Linked DNA regions of Mus musculus: region 1 is linked to region 2. A link is a contact called in public Hi-C data. All regions are on one chromosome and are shown on one strand. The core of a region is the stretch at or near the end of the contact, and the rest is flanking DNA. Distances in the headings are between cores, read along the strand shown. Region 1 holds the start of Oas1d (2'-5' oligoadenylate synthetase 1D). Region 2 holds the start of Ddx54 (DEAD box helicase 54).

Evidence for each region. A called contact is a pair of places that touch in the nucleus more often than the background predicts.
Region 1: a contact with region 2 is called in a Hi-C map of pro-B cells, with 3 times the contacts expected there. The contact joins the promoter of Oas1d here to the promoter of Ddx54 in region 2. A contact is called at or near these places in 2 of 39 promoter capture datasets (the SN4741 cell line and hippocampal neurons) and 2 of 484 Hi-C or Micro-C datasets (cerebellum and pro-B cells).

Annotation. Positions count from the first base shown.
Region 1 is chr5:120,909,090-120,916,151 of GRCm38.p6, reverse strand. It overlaps Oas1d (2'-5' oligoadenylate synthetase 1D), which reads right to left and starts at 1,334. Exons shown (of 6, transcript NM_133893.3): 1 at 1,086-1,334; 2 at 202-490. The coding sequence starts at 1,268. It also overlaps the pseudogene Gm7573.
Region 2 is chr5:120,611,704-120,619,500 of GRCm38.p6, reverse strand. Ddx54 (DEAD box helicase 54) reads right to left here and starts at 6,371. Exons shown (of 20, transcript NM_028041.2): 1 at 6,195-6,371; 2 at 2,413-2,542; 3 at 1,291-1,361; 4 at 713-901; 5 at 576-625. The coding sequence starts at 6,365. It overlaps Rita1 (RBPJ interacting and tubulin associated 1), which reads left to right and starts at 6,912. Exons shown (of 3, transcript NM_029096.3): 1 at 6,912-7,227; 2 at 7,772-7,797.

The sequences.
Region 1 (7,062 bases), core at 85-2,584, 300 kb before region 2:
TCAACCAAAATAGGCTCTTAAGTAACCAACCTCCAAGGCTGGCGTCTGACCATTACCTACACAGGCAAACATGTGAACAGACATCTGCATACATGAGAACATGCTACCCCCAACACACACACACACACACACACAGAAATAGAAGAGAGGATTCGTGCATGAGGGGAGGACAGACTGAGGCTCTGCTGATGGTTGACTTACACAGGGCATCATAGGCTGGCTGCACATCAAATTCCAACTCATGCTGGCGCTCGGGGCAGCTCAGCTTGAAGCTCAGAAACCTGGAGTTGGGCTCCTTTGGGCTCTGGACCTCAAACTTGAGTTTACATAGTTTCTCTTGCTGCAACTGGAGTAGGTGTCTCCAAATTTCCTCAATGAACACTACCTGTCCGTTGAACTGATCCTCAAAGCTTGTGAGATTGATAAGGAACACCACCATGTTGGCCTCAGACCTGCCCTTGAGCACAGTGTATTCATTGTAGCAGCCACCCTAAAAGACAAAAATGAGAATAAGAAAGGATAGGGAAGCTGGGCAGTGGTGTTGCAAGCCTTTGATCCCAGCACTTGGGAGGCAGAAGCAGGCGGATTTCTGAGTTCGAGGCCAGCCTGGTCTACAAAGTGAGTTCCAGGACATCCAGGGCTATTCAGAGAAACCCTTTCTTGAAAAACGAAACAAAACAAAACAAACAAACAAACAAACAAAATGATAACAAGTGATCTGTAGTGATCCTCCCTAAATAAAATGCTGACCACAATCACTAACACAGTTCAACCCCTGACATTGATGAGTGGACATTACAACACAACATGTCTTCAACCTTCAGAGTGACTGAGGCAGGGACTGCTGTCATACAGTCCCATGTGACAGAATGGAAACATGGCAATGAGCTTCCATCTGTCCAGTCATCCAGTCATCAGGCAGTGGTGTCTCTGTTCTGTCCTCTGCCCTGTGCCATAGCTGGGATGCACATGAGGACACTGGGCACAGAGCAGGTAGGTAACTCACACCCCACTAAGGACTGCAGTCTGGCTTCTGAGAGTCCTCTCCCACCCCATCCCAATGAACTCAGGCTAATGGGACTCACCATCACAACCCTGGAGACCCTCACAGGATGGGCGGCACCTTGGAAGCATCTCTCCATCAGGAAAGCACTTATGGAGTCGATGTCTGCTCTGAGCTCAGTAAGGAAGGTGGTGTCAGGAAGGAGTTGATCCTCTATGAACTTATCCAGCCTCCAGATTGGGGTTCTGAAGAGTTCCCTCGCCATCCTGAGGCCAGGAGTGTTTGCTGACTGCAGCCTTACCTCAGGAGTCAGCTGCCCCTTATATCCATAGCTGCTTTCTCTTCCCAGGAAGGGCGGGGCTATGCAGATCAGACCTCTGCACCTGCCCCCTCTGGCTCCTGGGCTCCTTGATCCTCTGGGGTCTGTTTACCTGCTGGCATTTCTTTGGATTGTCAAACCCCCATCACAGCAGGTTGTGGACCAGGAGGCATCCTGAACATAGTTTCTGTTGTTCTTCCTTCTTGATCATGAATCGTTACTGAAAACAAAACAAAACAAAACAAAAAACCTTTGATAGTCTCCACGATTTTTAACAACAGAACATACACAAATAACACCACACACACACACACACACACACACACACACACACACACACACACACACACACACACACACACACACACACACACACACACGTTACTGAAACGTGAAGAGCAAGTGAGAGAAATCCAGCAGGTGGCAGGCGCCAGCTTCATCACAGCTGTGGTGGGTTTGTCACAGCTGACTGGTCCATGCTGCAAGGTCCTGGCTAACTTCTAGTTCAGACTTATCGTCTGTGGGTTCTCAGATGCACACCCATGATGTGCCTATCGTCCAAGGCCTAATCCAAACCAACCTTTCTGCCCTGTACCCGCACCTCTGTCTATCCGTCTGACATCTTTCTTTAATCTAGGATCTCACTCCTTTGTTCAGGATGGATGTAAACCTGGGGACCTGCCCCATTGGACCCCCAAGTGCTGAGGTCACAGGGGTGTGCCTCTCTCCCCAGCTGTAACCACCTGGGTTTTCACTCAATTGCCACTCTCCACTTCAATAGCCTAACTTGTTGACTTGTGACACACGCTCATGAGGGTGATCCTGTCTCCATGCCAACCTCTCCCTGCCCAGCAGGAGTGAATATTCATCATGGCAGGATGGTTCACACCTGTGATCTCAATGTCTGAGAGGTTGATACAGAAGATACAGAGTTTGAGACCAGCCTGGGCTATATGATGAGACTGTCTCATGAAACAGTAAAAAGAAGTCCCTCCCACACTCATATGTATACATACACACATGCACACACACTCATGTACACCACACTGCACACACCTAAATTACTGTTGCAATTGCTGCAGACAACAAGGAACAGAAGAGTGAGGAAATTATGACCACATTGGTTCTCCCATTGTTTTTTGCCACATGTGATGGTTTGTATGCTTGGCCCAGGGAGTGGTACTGTTGGGAGGTGAGTGGCATTGTTGGAGTAGGTGTGTCACTGTGGGCATGGGCTTTAAGACCCTCATCCTAGCTGCCTGGAAGCCAGTATTCTGCTAGCAGCCTTCACATGAAGTAGTATAACTCTCAGCTCCTCCTGCACCATGTCTGCCTGGATGTTGCCATGTTCCCTCCTTGATGATAATGGACTGAACCTCTGAACCTGTAAGCCAGCCCGATTAAGTGTTGTCCTCATAAGAGCTGCCTTGGTCATGGTGTCTGTTCACAGCAGTAAAACCCTAACTTAGACACCTCAATTCATATGTGGCTTTAAGGTTTTTTTTTTTTTTTTTGAAGATGCAGAAGCCATGGCCTTGTGATTCAGGTCAGTGGCTGGCCCTTAGCAAAAAGTCTAATCTTCATGGCTTGGCTGATATCAGACCTGCCTTGGTGGATCCTGACCTTACCTGAGGGAACTGGGGTGCTGAAGGCCCCTCCCACAAGTGCCGGGGTGGGAGGACAAGAGTCTGAGGGTCCTGAGCAGGTCTGGCTGAGAGCCAAGCTAATCGTGCTTTAGATAGTTCATTACATTTATTTCCTGTGTGTGAGCATGTGAGGTCAGAGGACAGCTTGTAGGAGTTGGCTCCCCCTCCTTCCACTATGTGGGTCCTGGGGACAAAACTCAGGCCTTCAGTCTTGGTGGCAAACACCTGTGCCCTCTCAGTTATCTCAGTGACCCTTTTTGCTGTTGTTTATGAAGTAGGATCTCTGTTATAGACTGTCAGTCCACTTACAGCTATCTTCCTGCCTCTGCCTCTGTCGCTGGCATTATAGAGTGTCCCTGTGCTCAGCTCACCTATACCACCTCCATGATCTCCCGAGCATCTGAACAAGGATCACTCATCGCTACAAAACCAACCTCAATGGTAAGTCTGACTGAGTCAGGGAGTGTCCAGGTCCCAAGGTGTAAGACCTGGATTTGCCCTCTTGGCCACATGTCCGGCAGCTGCTGGAGACATGATATCCTCAGGAGCCCCCTGAGGGGATCTGACCAGCTCTGCAGAAGTGGTTTGTGCCTCTTGAAAGGCAAAGTATAGTGGAATTAAATATCCTCCAGTATATTTTGTAAACTATTCTTTGAAGTTATCATAATATACCTTCAATATATTTTATCAAATTCACCCTCGCCTTTCCTCCCAAAAAACGCTTCCTCATCCCGAATTAGTGTGATTCTTTTAATGAGTAAACCACTGGATCCAGTCCGTGCTTCTCATACATAGGTGTGAAGCCGACCACTGGGAAGTGGTAATCTGCCAGGGACCACACCCCAAGGAAAACTGACTCTGTACTGGCTGGGTTCAATGCCAACTAAACTCAAGCTAGAGTCATGGAGAAGCAGGAACTGTAGATGAGGGATGCCTACATAATATCAGGTATAAAGATGTAAGGAGCAGCCTGACATTCTGTCTGCTGACCAAAATCGCTTTGGTAGGTTCATCCCGGGGGCCTGTGATCGCCCAGTGGTGGCTTCCCCACCAGATGTGTAGTACCAGGTTGAAGTGTCCTCCTGTGGAGTGGTCCTCACATCCAGTGAGAATGTGTTCAGTTATTCGCTATAGCATCCCTGCCACTCATGCACCTAGGGTCAGATCTAGCCAGGCCAGTCCTTATTGGCAGGGTTCCCTGCTAGATAAGATACAGTGGCAGACAGTGAGTGCCTGTTAAAAGTGCTGAAGAGAATGAAAGATAATTTTGCTCTGACTTGTCAACATTCCAACTCTCCATCACTAAGTTCTAATTAGATATTCAGCCTTGGAGAGTCTTTAGGACCCACATGGCTTTCCTTGTTCTTCCTCCCCTTTCTCAGGAAGTTCAGTTTATAAGACTCTATGGGAGGTAGGGAGGGCAGCTGATTCTACCTGGGACCCTGGAAAGGGCTCCTGAGTTGTTCCCTGAGGCAGGGACCTCTTAGCCAAGGACAGAAGAACTCAGGACCTCCAGCCAATTGCAAAAGTGGAACAGCATGCAGGGTGCTGGGAACAGACTCTGCAAAGACCCAGAGGTCGGAACAAAACCCAGAAGAAACAGAAACAAGAGAAGCAGATTCTGTGTGTGAGTGACAGATGCAGTGTCATTGAGAAGTCAAGGGTCCTGGTGCATCCCAGGCTGCAGGGACAAACTGTGTAGATTTGCCTGTGGCAAAGTGACAATGGGGTTTAAAGAGCAGAAAGGCTCTGGGTTAGAAACCCAAAGTCCAGACATCAGCAGGTGGGTCCTTTCCAGTGTCACAATCAAGACTCCACCTCCACCTGTGTCTTCAACTGGCTGGAGCCATCAGTCTCAGCCTCTACCCTCCCACCACACACTGTGCATTGAGCCCATCAGGAAAGGATGCCAAATGCCTCAGGACAGGACAATCCAAATGAGCAATGTGGGACCCAGGTTTGCTGTGTGTCCCAGGTTCTGCCTCTCCTTGTCAGTGGTGTCCAGATGTCATCAAAACACAGGCATGGCCATGCCAAGGCCAGAGACTGTCCCTGTTTCTCTGTGGTGCTTAAGAATGAGGTACAAGCCAGACCAGAAGGGGAGGGCAGGGTCTGGGACAATTGCTGTGCTTCCAGGGCTCCTCTGAAGGTGTCCTGCTGGAGAGGAGGTCAGGGATGGGGCGGAGGAGCTGTGGCCTGTGTCTCCCTTCTCACCATGAGGGAGCCACTGCATGGCAGACCTGAAGGCGAGAACCAGGCCCAAGAAGAGCAGGGTCTGGTCCAATTGGAAGCTAGTGTCCAGTGTGAGTGCAGAAGGGGCTGTAGAAGAGAAAAGGACTTAAGTGGGAGTCTCAGTGAGGCCATGATGGGTCCACAGCTTGGCAGGAGACCTGTGGCCATGGTTTATTAAAACCATGGATCTGATGATGTTTCAGAGGGTCAAGGCTGGAATAATAGACTCACATTCCCATGTTTCCTGAAGGCTCAGATAGAGCACCTGGCAGAGTGTGAAGAGCTCTCTGTCCATGGGATATGCATCTTCTAACACCCATGGGCATTTGGGCTCCTGGTCCTCATGGCTGCTAGAGAGAGAACTCTAGGAATCAAGGCCAGGGAAATGTACCGACTCCCCCTTCACAGAGATTGAGAGTGGACTCTTACACGCGCCGGACTCGACCAGCAAGAACGACGCTGCAACAGGATCCTTCTGCACATGTTTATTGGGAGAGCTTGATTGCAGAGGGGAAGAGACCCCGAGCCCAGAACTGGTGCTGCTTATATAGGTCTAGGAGAGGCGTGTCTCACACCCGAATTGGTTATGCACTATACCTCATTTGCATGTTCCTCATCTGATTGGTTACTCTCTCTCAGTACTTCACAGAATCTCATTATCATACTTCATTTGCATGTCTCACATCTGATTGGTTATACTCTCAGAACCTCATTATCATGCCCGAGCCAGACAGTGTCTTGGCAAAAAACTTTACGGCATATGTACACATTGGTTGTTTGCCCAAACTTATGCGTTGTGGCCAGCAGTAGCCAGCGCCACTCTGCAACGGCACATATGGCTTCCCACAGTGGACATTGGGCACAGGAATAAGGTGTGGGAACAGGAGCAGGGGGCTAGGAGCTGGTAGCTCTGAGCAGTTTCCTGCCTTCTAAGTTTGCAGCTCACACTCCCAAGTGGACAAAGCACATGTGGGGTCTTCTGTGGCTAATGTCTCTGTGTATTCACGAGATGCTGGTTCAGCACACTGACCTGTGGAACCATTAGGTCTCTGTGTGATTTGTGGTGACTGTGTGTGTGTGTGTGTGTGTGTGTGTGTGTGTGTGTGTAATTCCAGAAGTTGGGACCCCGAGATACCTGGAGTTCTGTTAATTCCAACCTGGATGTATAATAAGATCCAGTTAATAGAGAGGAAAAAAAAGAGAATGAAATATGGAAAGAAGAAAATTAAGAAAGGAAGGAGAGAGAATAAATTAGTTTGGGGTTTGAGTCAGTGCACTGTGATTAGATTCAGTGCTTCAAATCTCATCCTCACATGGACAACTAAGTCTTAAAGTCATCATTGGTTCCAGATTGCTCGCAATTTCATTTTCCTGCACTCAGTAGACCTCAGTGTCTCCAGTGCTCTTAGTGTTGAGTCTCCAGCCCCACAGTGTTGATTTGCTAAGGAACAAATTCTTCACCCCCTCATGGGTCTTTATCTGTATATTTACAGAAGCACACACACAGTAAACTGATAGTCTTGCTGAATGGTGACAGTTTAGCATAGCGCCATCTATCTCATCTGCCTGAGCCCTCGTGGTGACATTTTGCCTTAGGCATGAGTTAACACACATTGCACACGACACTGTAATTTGATAAATCCCAAGCTTGGACAGACTAGGCTCGGGGACCAGTAGTAGCTCCTTTCTCCTTGCTGGATACCAAAAAATTGGCTGTCTGACCCTGGTTTCCAAGGCTGGCTTGCTAAGCCACCCAAACCAGTCCTTCCAGAGAAAGCCTGGAGGTATCTCTCCAGTTCCACAGGCTCTCTACCCCTGTGGCTGGTCTGCAGACCTGCAGTGGCCACTCCGTGCTGTTCTGC
Region 2 (7,797 bases), core at 5,122-7,621:
ACTATAGGTATGGAAGTGAGAAATGCTTACTGTGAGACACCTGGTCAAGGCCCTGCCCCCGCTGAGAAACAAGGGAGAACCTTAGACTCCTCACCAGCAAAGTGCCGCCAACGCACAGCGCCACCTAGTGACTCAGCTTGGAATTACCAGCTTCACCTAGAACCCTAATTCCCCTAGGGCTAAGTGTCTGTTCTCATGAGTCCCTGGTGCAGCTGTAGAAGTGGGGATCCTGGCTCCACATAGCTTGGGAAGGCTCAGCTGTCTGACAATCACATACTACAGCCCCTAGTAGAAGCCAGAACAGAGAAGCAGGGCAGACTAACCGCAGCCTCAGCACCCAGAGAAAGGCATATCCTATACAACGAAAGCCTCATCAAACTCCCTGACCCAACACTGCAAGCCGACGGGTCCCTCTGCCCTGTCCCAGCTTCCACCACGCGAACCCCTGGCCAGCTTGTCTGAACACACAGAGAAGCTGCTGTTACTGACTAGCAGCTGTGGCCCACAAAGGGAACCCTCAGGCACAGGGGCGTGGCTGCTGAGGGAAGCTGGGATTCCGGGTAAGGAATCCTTACTTGTCTCCACCCAGGATCAAGGCAGTCTTGAGGCCGGTGAACTTGCCTAGCTGTGGAGAGAGGGAGACAGAGGGATCAAAGGCAGGTGAGGGCCAGCCGCCTCAGCCTTCCCACCAGGCCCAGTTCCGCGTGCATACCTCTTTAGTGAACTTCATGGTCTGCAGGGCCAGCTCCCGGGTGGGTGAGAGGATGAGGGCTCGAGCCCCCGTCTGTGCACTGCGTGCCTTCAGCCGCTCAAACATCGGGAGGAGGAAGCAGGCCGTCTTGCCACTGCCTGTCCGGGCCATGGCCACCACATCCTTGCCATCCAAGATCACGGGGATGGTCTGTCAGACATAACGATGGAGGCACTGTCAGCTCTGGCCCCTGCATGGCTGAGGCACAGGTAAGCCACAGGCCTGTCAGCACACCTCCAGTAAGCATCCTTGACTCCTTGTGCTAGGAGGCTCTGCCTCCCAAGTTGGGTCTCCACCTTGTCTCCCATGCAGCCAGCGTGCTGGGTGATCATGGGGTGCTTGTGTGCTACCTGGGCAGGCTCCGCATGGCAAGAGGCAGAGAGCCACAGTCAAACCCCAGCTCTGCTCCCCCCACCCCCCCATGAAATGGCTAAGCCATGTGGAGCTTCAGTCACACAAGGTGACAAGCAAGGTGACAGCTGGGTCCAGAAAGAGCTGTCATGCAGCCACTTGTTCATGGCTGGTATCTAGCTCCTTACCTTCCTCTGGATGGGCGTCGGCACCTTGTAGCCCTTTTTCATGATCCCCTTGAACACAGGGTAACTCAGGCCTGGAAAAGACAAGGGAGTAGTCAGGGCCCACAGCAGCCACCAGGCATTACAGGACAAAGGACTACGCTGTCCGCCAACACACAGAGAGAAACAGAAAGCAGAAAACTAAAAGAGTAGAAGACACTCAACTGAGGCAGGGATGCCCTGCCTGACCACTGCTAGAATTTGCTCATGTCAATTTTTCAGTCTAAGAAAAGGGCCTTGCTTATGTGTTCAACACTGGCCTTGAACTTATGGTCTCTGCCTCTGCCCAGGGGAGTGCTGGGATCACAGGCTTGGGCCACTCTAACAGGTGTGATAGGGATGGGTGTTGGGAAATGGGGGCCAGTGTGGGTAGGAGTGGCCCTTGGGGATCAAACAGACCTGGACCGAGGAGCTGGGAGCCAACACAAGGCCCAAAGACCAATAAACAGTTTTACCTGTTGCCTGGTCAATCTTTCATCTCTGCCATGGCCCCATGTCCTTTTCTGCTTGATCCCCTCATTATCAAGAGCTAGCACTGTGCTCTTGATCTAAACAGCCATCTACATCACTTCTGTGAGTCTACTCGGTTTCTTTACTCCATTCTCCCAGGGCTTTTGTCCTTTTCCTATTGATTTGTAAGAACTCTTTATATATTGTAGATAAGCTTCTGTCTGTCCCATGGGCTGCAGGTATTTTTTGTTTTGTTGTGAGACAGGGTTTTATGATGTAGCCTTGGCACACACCACCATATCTAGCTCCTTTGTACTGCTATTAAAAGGCATTCAGTGGGTGTCTCCGTTCTTGCCATGGCAGCTACTGGTCAGTCAAGAGCAGAACACTTGAGCTGCACTTCCCACACAAGCGTCCTGACACCACTGCATCATCCACAGCTGCCCTCTGCCACCTCCTGTGCCTGCAGGGCTGACCCCTTTCCAGGCCTGCCTTAGAAGACTGTCTGTACTGCCCCAGGCGACTTGGCACCTACCACACTGCCAGGCCTAAGGTAGACATCAGTGGCTAAGCGGAGACAGCACAATGAGACCCCCTCCACCCCCGTGGCCCTGGCTACCCAGCCTGTTTACCCACCCATGGACTGGAAGCCTCCAGACTTCTTCTTTTTCTTGTTCTGGGCTCGCACCATCTCCCGAGTGTCGGGCTCCACATCTGATACGCACTCTGAGGTAGGAAATGAGGGCAAGGCTCTGCCAGGGCCCAGCTGTCGGGAAGGAACAGAGAGATGGTCTCACTCCAGCTCTGGTGGACCACAAGGGTGGGAGGCCTGGAAGTTCGGCAACTCTGATGAGCTCCCCTTGGACCAGGCTGGGGCAGAGGCGCAGGTTAGTTCTACAGAGAGGCTCTGGGGCTTGAAGCTGGGCTTCCTGAAGTCCACACGTAGCCCAGGTTGGCCCTGAACCTGTAATCCTCCGCCTCAGTCTCTTATGCAGCTGGAATCACAGACCTGTATCTGGCGTATTTCTATTCCTTTCTCATTTTCATTTTGAAATTAGTTCATTATTTCATCCATCTGAGAAGAGATGCTAAGCCTACCGCCATGTAGCTATAAATATAAGATGAACCCAGGTTCTGTAGCTAAATACCAGGGATCTGGTGGTGTAAACAGAACACAGATATTTAAGATGCCGTGTTTGGTGGCTACTATGCTGACCAACACAGACACAGGCCATTTCCTTCAATAGAGTGCTCACCAAACACAGTGCTGCTATCTTCCACGCTTCCATGCTGTCCTTTAAAAATGCATCACTACTGCAGTGTGCATGCACACGTGCGTGGAAGCCACAGTGTGGGTGGAGGCCCGAGTGTCCTGTGGCCATAGCCAACTTTTAAGACTCAGCTCTATCTCTCCACCCTGGTTAAGTGGGGTCCATCATTTCTGCCATTGGTGCACTCCAGGATGGTTGGCCTGTGAGCTTCTCAGAAATTCTCCTGTCTCTACTTTCCATCTCCACCCTAGGGAAGTTGGGGTTGCAGATACGGTGATATCCATCTTTTTAAATGTACAGATGTCTTGCCTGCAGATATTATAGGCAGCATGTGTGTGTAGTACCCAAGGAGACCACAAGAGGGCAGTGGATCCCTTGGAACTGGGTGAACTGAGTCCGGATCTGCTTTTATATCCAGCTTTGTAAGGCAAGTTCTAGGGATCAAATCAGGTCACCGGGTTTAACAGGCAGGTGTTTCTACCTCCTGGGCCAACTCTCTGACTTCTCAATCTGTTTTCTGGCTTAAAAATAACATGTTTCAGGGCAGGCGAGATGGCTCAGCAAGTAACACTGACTGCTCTTCCAAAGGTCCCAAGTTCAAATCCTAGCAACCACCTGGTGGCTCACAACCACCTGTAATGAGATCTGGAGCCCTCTTCTGGCGCTGTCTGAAGACAGCTACAGTGTACTTATATATAATAAATAAATAAATCTTTGGGCCGGAGCGAACAGGGACTGAGCCAGTGGAGTTGACTGGAGCAAGCGGGGCCAACCAGAGTGAGCAGGGTTGACTGGAGTGAGCAGAGGTCCTAAAATTCAATTCCCAACAACCACATGGTGGCTCACAACCATCTATACAGCTACAGTGTCCTCACATCCATAAAACAAATAAATCTTTAAAAACAAAACAAAACATGTTTTATGTGTCTTTGTATAACTTTTCTGTTTCGTTTTTGGTCTTTTCCAGACAGGGTTTCCTGTGCCCAGGCTGGTCCTCTGAACCCCCAACCCTCTTGCGTCTACCTTCTGAGAGCTGAAATGGCAGGTGGGTGGCCCCAGAGCCAGTTCCTTCACTAGACTCCTTTTGATGACACTCATCAGGTACCTTTTAGATTCTAATGAGAGAGGTGATTGTATAACTTCTTGTGGGTCTTAGGAAGGAACATGGTGGCACGCATCAGTCATCCCAGCACCAGAGAAGTAGGAGGATCAAGAGATCAAACCCATCCCTGTCTCCTCCTGAGTCCAAGGCTACTTAGAGCTACACAAGACCCTACCTGGTGCTTTAACATGATGGGCTATGACAGTCACCTCAATATGACAGTAACCAGCACTCCGGAGGCAAAGGCAGGAGGATCTCTGTGAGTTCCAGACCTGCCAGGGCTACACAGCAAGACCCTGTCTCACATCAAAACACAATGACTAAATAAAGATATACAAAAAAAGCAGGGCAGTGTGGTGGCGCACGCCTTTAATCCCAGCACTTGGGAGGTAAAGGCAGGTGAATTTTTGTTTGAAGATAAATTAGGCCAAGATTACTTGAAAGACACAGACATGCCTAGCACAGACAGGGCCCTAGGTTTGGTCTCTAACCCTGCCCAAACTAAAGGTGTGTGTGTTGGGGGTGGGGAATGAAAAAGGCTGTCCCAGCTGGGCATGGTGGTGCACGCCTTTAATCCCAGCACTTGGAAGGCAGAGGCAGGCGGATTTCTGAGTTCGAAGCCAGCCTGGTCTACAAAGTGAGTTCCAGGACAGCTAGAACTATACAGAGAAACTCTGTCTCGAAAAAACAAAAAACAAAAAACAAAAAACAAAAAAAAAAAAAAAGAAAGAAAAGAAAAGAAAAGAAAGAAAAAGGCTTTCCCCACTGATCCTAAGTCAACAGACTCTGCACCCAATGTAATATTCTGGTTTCATTGCACCGCACAAAGATGTTGGGTTTTTTCTTTTTGTTTTTTTAGTTTTTGTTTTTTGTTTGTTTATTTGTTTGTTTGTTTTTCGAGACAGGGTTTCTCTGTATAGCCCTGGCTATCCTGGAACTCACTCTGTAGACCAGGCTGGCCTCGAACTCAGAAATCCACCTGCCTCTGCCTCCCGAGTGCTGGGATTAAAAGCGTGTGCCACCACTGCCCGGCTTGCTTTTTTTCATCTTTATTTATTTATTTTTGGTGGAGGGTAATGGTACAGTGTGAACTTGGCTGCTCTCCCGTTCATATTTACATCAGGTGTGCGACAAGCCCTTTAATAAGCATGTGTTTCCCGGGTTGGAGGAGCCTTTGGGTTTTTTTGTACAGCAAAATATTAAGAATTGGTGGTGGCGCTCTTACCAGCTCAGGGTGGCCTTGGACTCCTGATCCTCCTGCCGCCACCACTCCTACCCTGGGAGCTAAGATTACAGGTGTGTGCCACAATACCTGCTTTTACCTGGTGATGGCCTTCAAACCCAGGGCTCTGCACACGCCAGGCAAGCGCTCTATCAACAAAGCTACATTCAGAGCCCACAGGCTGGGTTTTGACTTGTAAAGTTTATTACGTCTTACTACAGCCAGCCTGTGCCGGACTGGGCCTCAGCAAAACCCTTGGTCTGAACCACGGGAGCAGCCTTCTTGTATTTGCCAATGAACACCAGCGTTCTCATTGCCTCTAGCTGTCTCTGCACATTTACTGACCACTTAACGAGTGCAGCTCATTGACTGAGCTGGGAAGGAGAAATGGAGAACCAGATATACCCGCTATGCACAAGACGATGGGCGTCATGAACGATAGGCTTTTGTGCCCCACTTGGTGATCACACCTATCCCCCAAGATGAATACAACTGGAACCGGACCATCCCCAGTTCCAATCCTGCTGTCCTCCCTGACATTGCTGGTGAGCCTGGCATAGCTAGAGCACGACATAAGTCCGTAAATACTAGTTTAGTTTAAAACCGGCTTCTCAGAAGAGTGGTCCGGCCTTCCCTTTAATTTTCTCATCTAAGACCGCCCCAAACTCAGGCGGACCTTCCGCACTTGCACTTTCTATTGGCTGCGTAAACTCGAGCCCGTCCCCCACGCGAAGGGACCCAATGAGGGACCGCGATTAGTGAGACGGACAAGCGGAAGGGCGCAGGCCGAGAGCCCGAACAGGGAGCCCCCTCGCGCTCTTACCTTCCTCGCCCGGGCGTCATCCTCCGCCTGGATCTCGAACTCGCCGTCATCCGAGTCGCTGTCGCGGCCTTGGGAAGCCCCAGTTCGGCGTTTCCGCAGCCTCTTCTTCTTCCACGGCGCCATGGTGGGACGCGACGGCGGGCCAGGTCCCACACGTCTGCCAGCAGCCATGCGGGCCGGGCTCTTAGACCCGGAAGAGGGCGGGGCCTAAGGGACGCGTCGACTGCGCGGGGGCGGAGCCTGTGAGACGCAAGAGCGGCGTCGAGAATCCAGGTTTCACCCGTAGGGCGGGGCCGGGCCTGAGGAAACCAACCAACTTCGCAGGGGCGGAGCGTCAACATGGCTTTATCAATGGGCGAAGCCAGAAGGAGGAACCAACAGAACGGGGGCGGGGCCTAAGTGGTGTACCAGCCGGGCAGAGGCGAGGCCTGAGGGACATACCAACTGGTGGGGGCGGAATGTGTCAACTGAACCGTGATAGATGCTTAAGGGACCTACTAACTGCGCGAATGCCAAGCTGTGAGAGATGTGGTAACTGTAAAGAGAGCAGGACCTGAGGGACATAACAACTGAACGTGTGGACAAACTCGAGGAATGTACCAACCACGCAAGGTTGACCCTACCAAGGGGCGGGGCCTAATGGATGTACAGATGAGGCTGGGGGTGTGGCCTGTGGAACGTACCATCAGCGCGAGGGCGGGGTATAGGGACGTACCAGTGCGCAGGGGTGGGGCGTCGCACCGGTTGCCCAGCAAGGGATGCGGGTGGGCGCGTGTCGCTGTGGCGCCCTTGCTGATTCTGTGCTATGAGGCTTTAAATGTGGCGGAGACAGAGCTTTCTGGCCGGAGGCTCCAGGAGAAAAAGCACCAGGCATGGAGATCCCGTGACGCCTGCGCTTTCAGCTCTGTAAGCTGGCCGGTGCGTTGCTACTCTGCTGTTGGGAGCCTGAGCTGGACTCGGGGAAAATGCATTTCGTATGAGACTGGTTGGCGAGGACTGGAACGCACCACGTTTGCAAAGCGCTTTGCACAAGGTAGGAATGGGGGGCGACAGTAGCTTGGGAGCCCCTTTCCCTCTTCCACCCTAATTAGTTTGTCTGGTTGGTGCCATTCCCCTGCACGCCCGCAGTCGTACTATATTTGTTGAGCATACACTGTAGGGTGTAATTGTGTATTTACTTATTCATTAAATATTTGCTGACGGCATTTTCTCCCGTCTTCACAACTAAAAAGACAGTGCCTGCTTTAGCCTGACCCATGCACCTCAGACGCCAGGCGATCGTGCAGTTCTCCGTGGGAAGTAGAAGCGGGAGGATCCGGAGTTAAAGGTCATTCTTGGCTATATAATAAAGTTTAATATAGTGAGTTTCAGGCCACCTTGGACTACTGAAATTGGGTGTCGGGGACGGGCAAGAAAGTGAAGCACTTCCAAGGTGTCCACTGAACAACAGTAGTCCTTTGAGAAAAACCAGTCGCTTTCCCTCAGCAAGAAAAAGCCCTTTTTGCCCTTGGGCTTGTTATTCCAAGCTGCTGCTCTTACTTGGAAAAGCTGATTGCTCATTCCGACCCCTATTACAGGGAGCCCTGGAGGCTGAGTCTGTCAG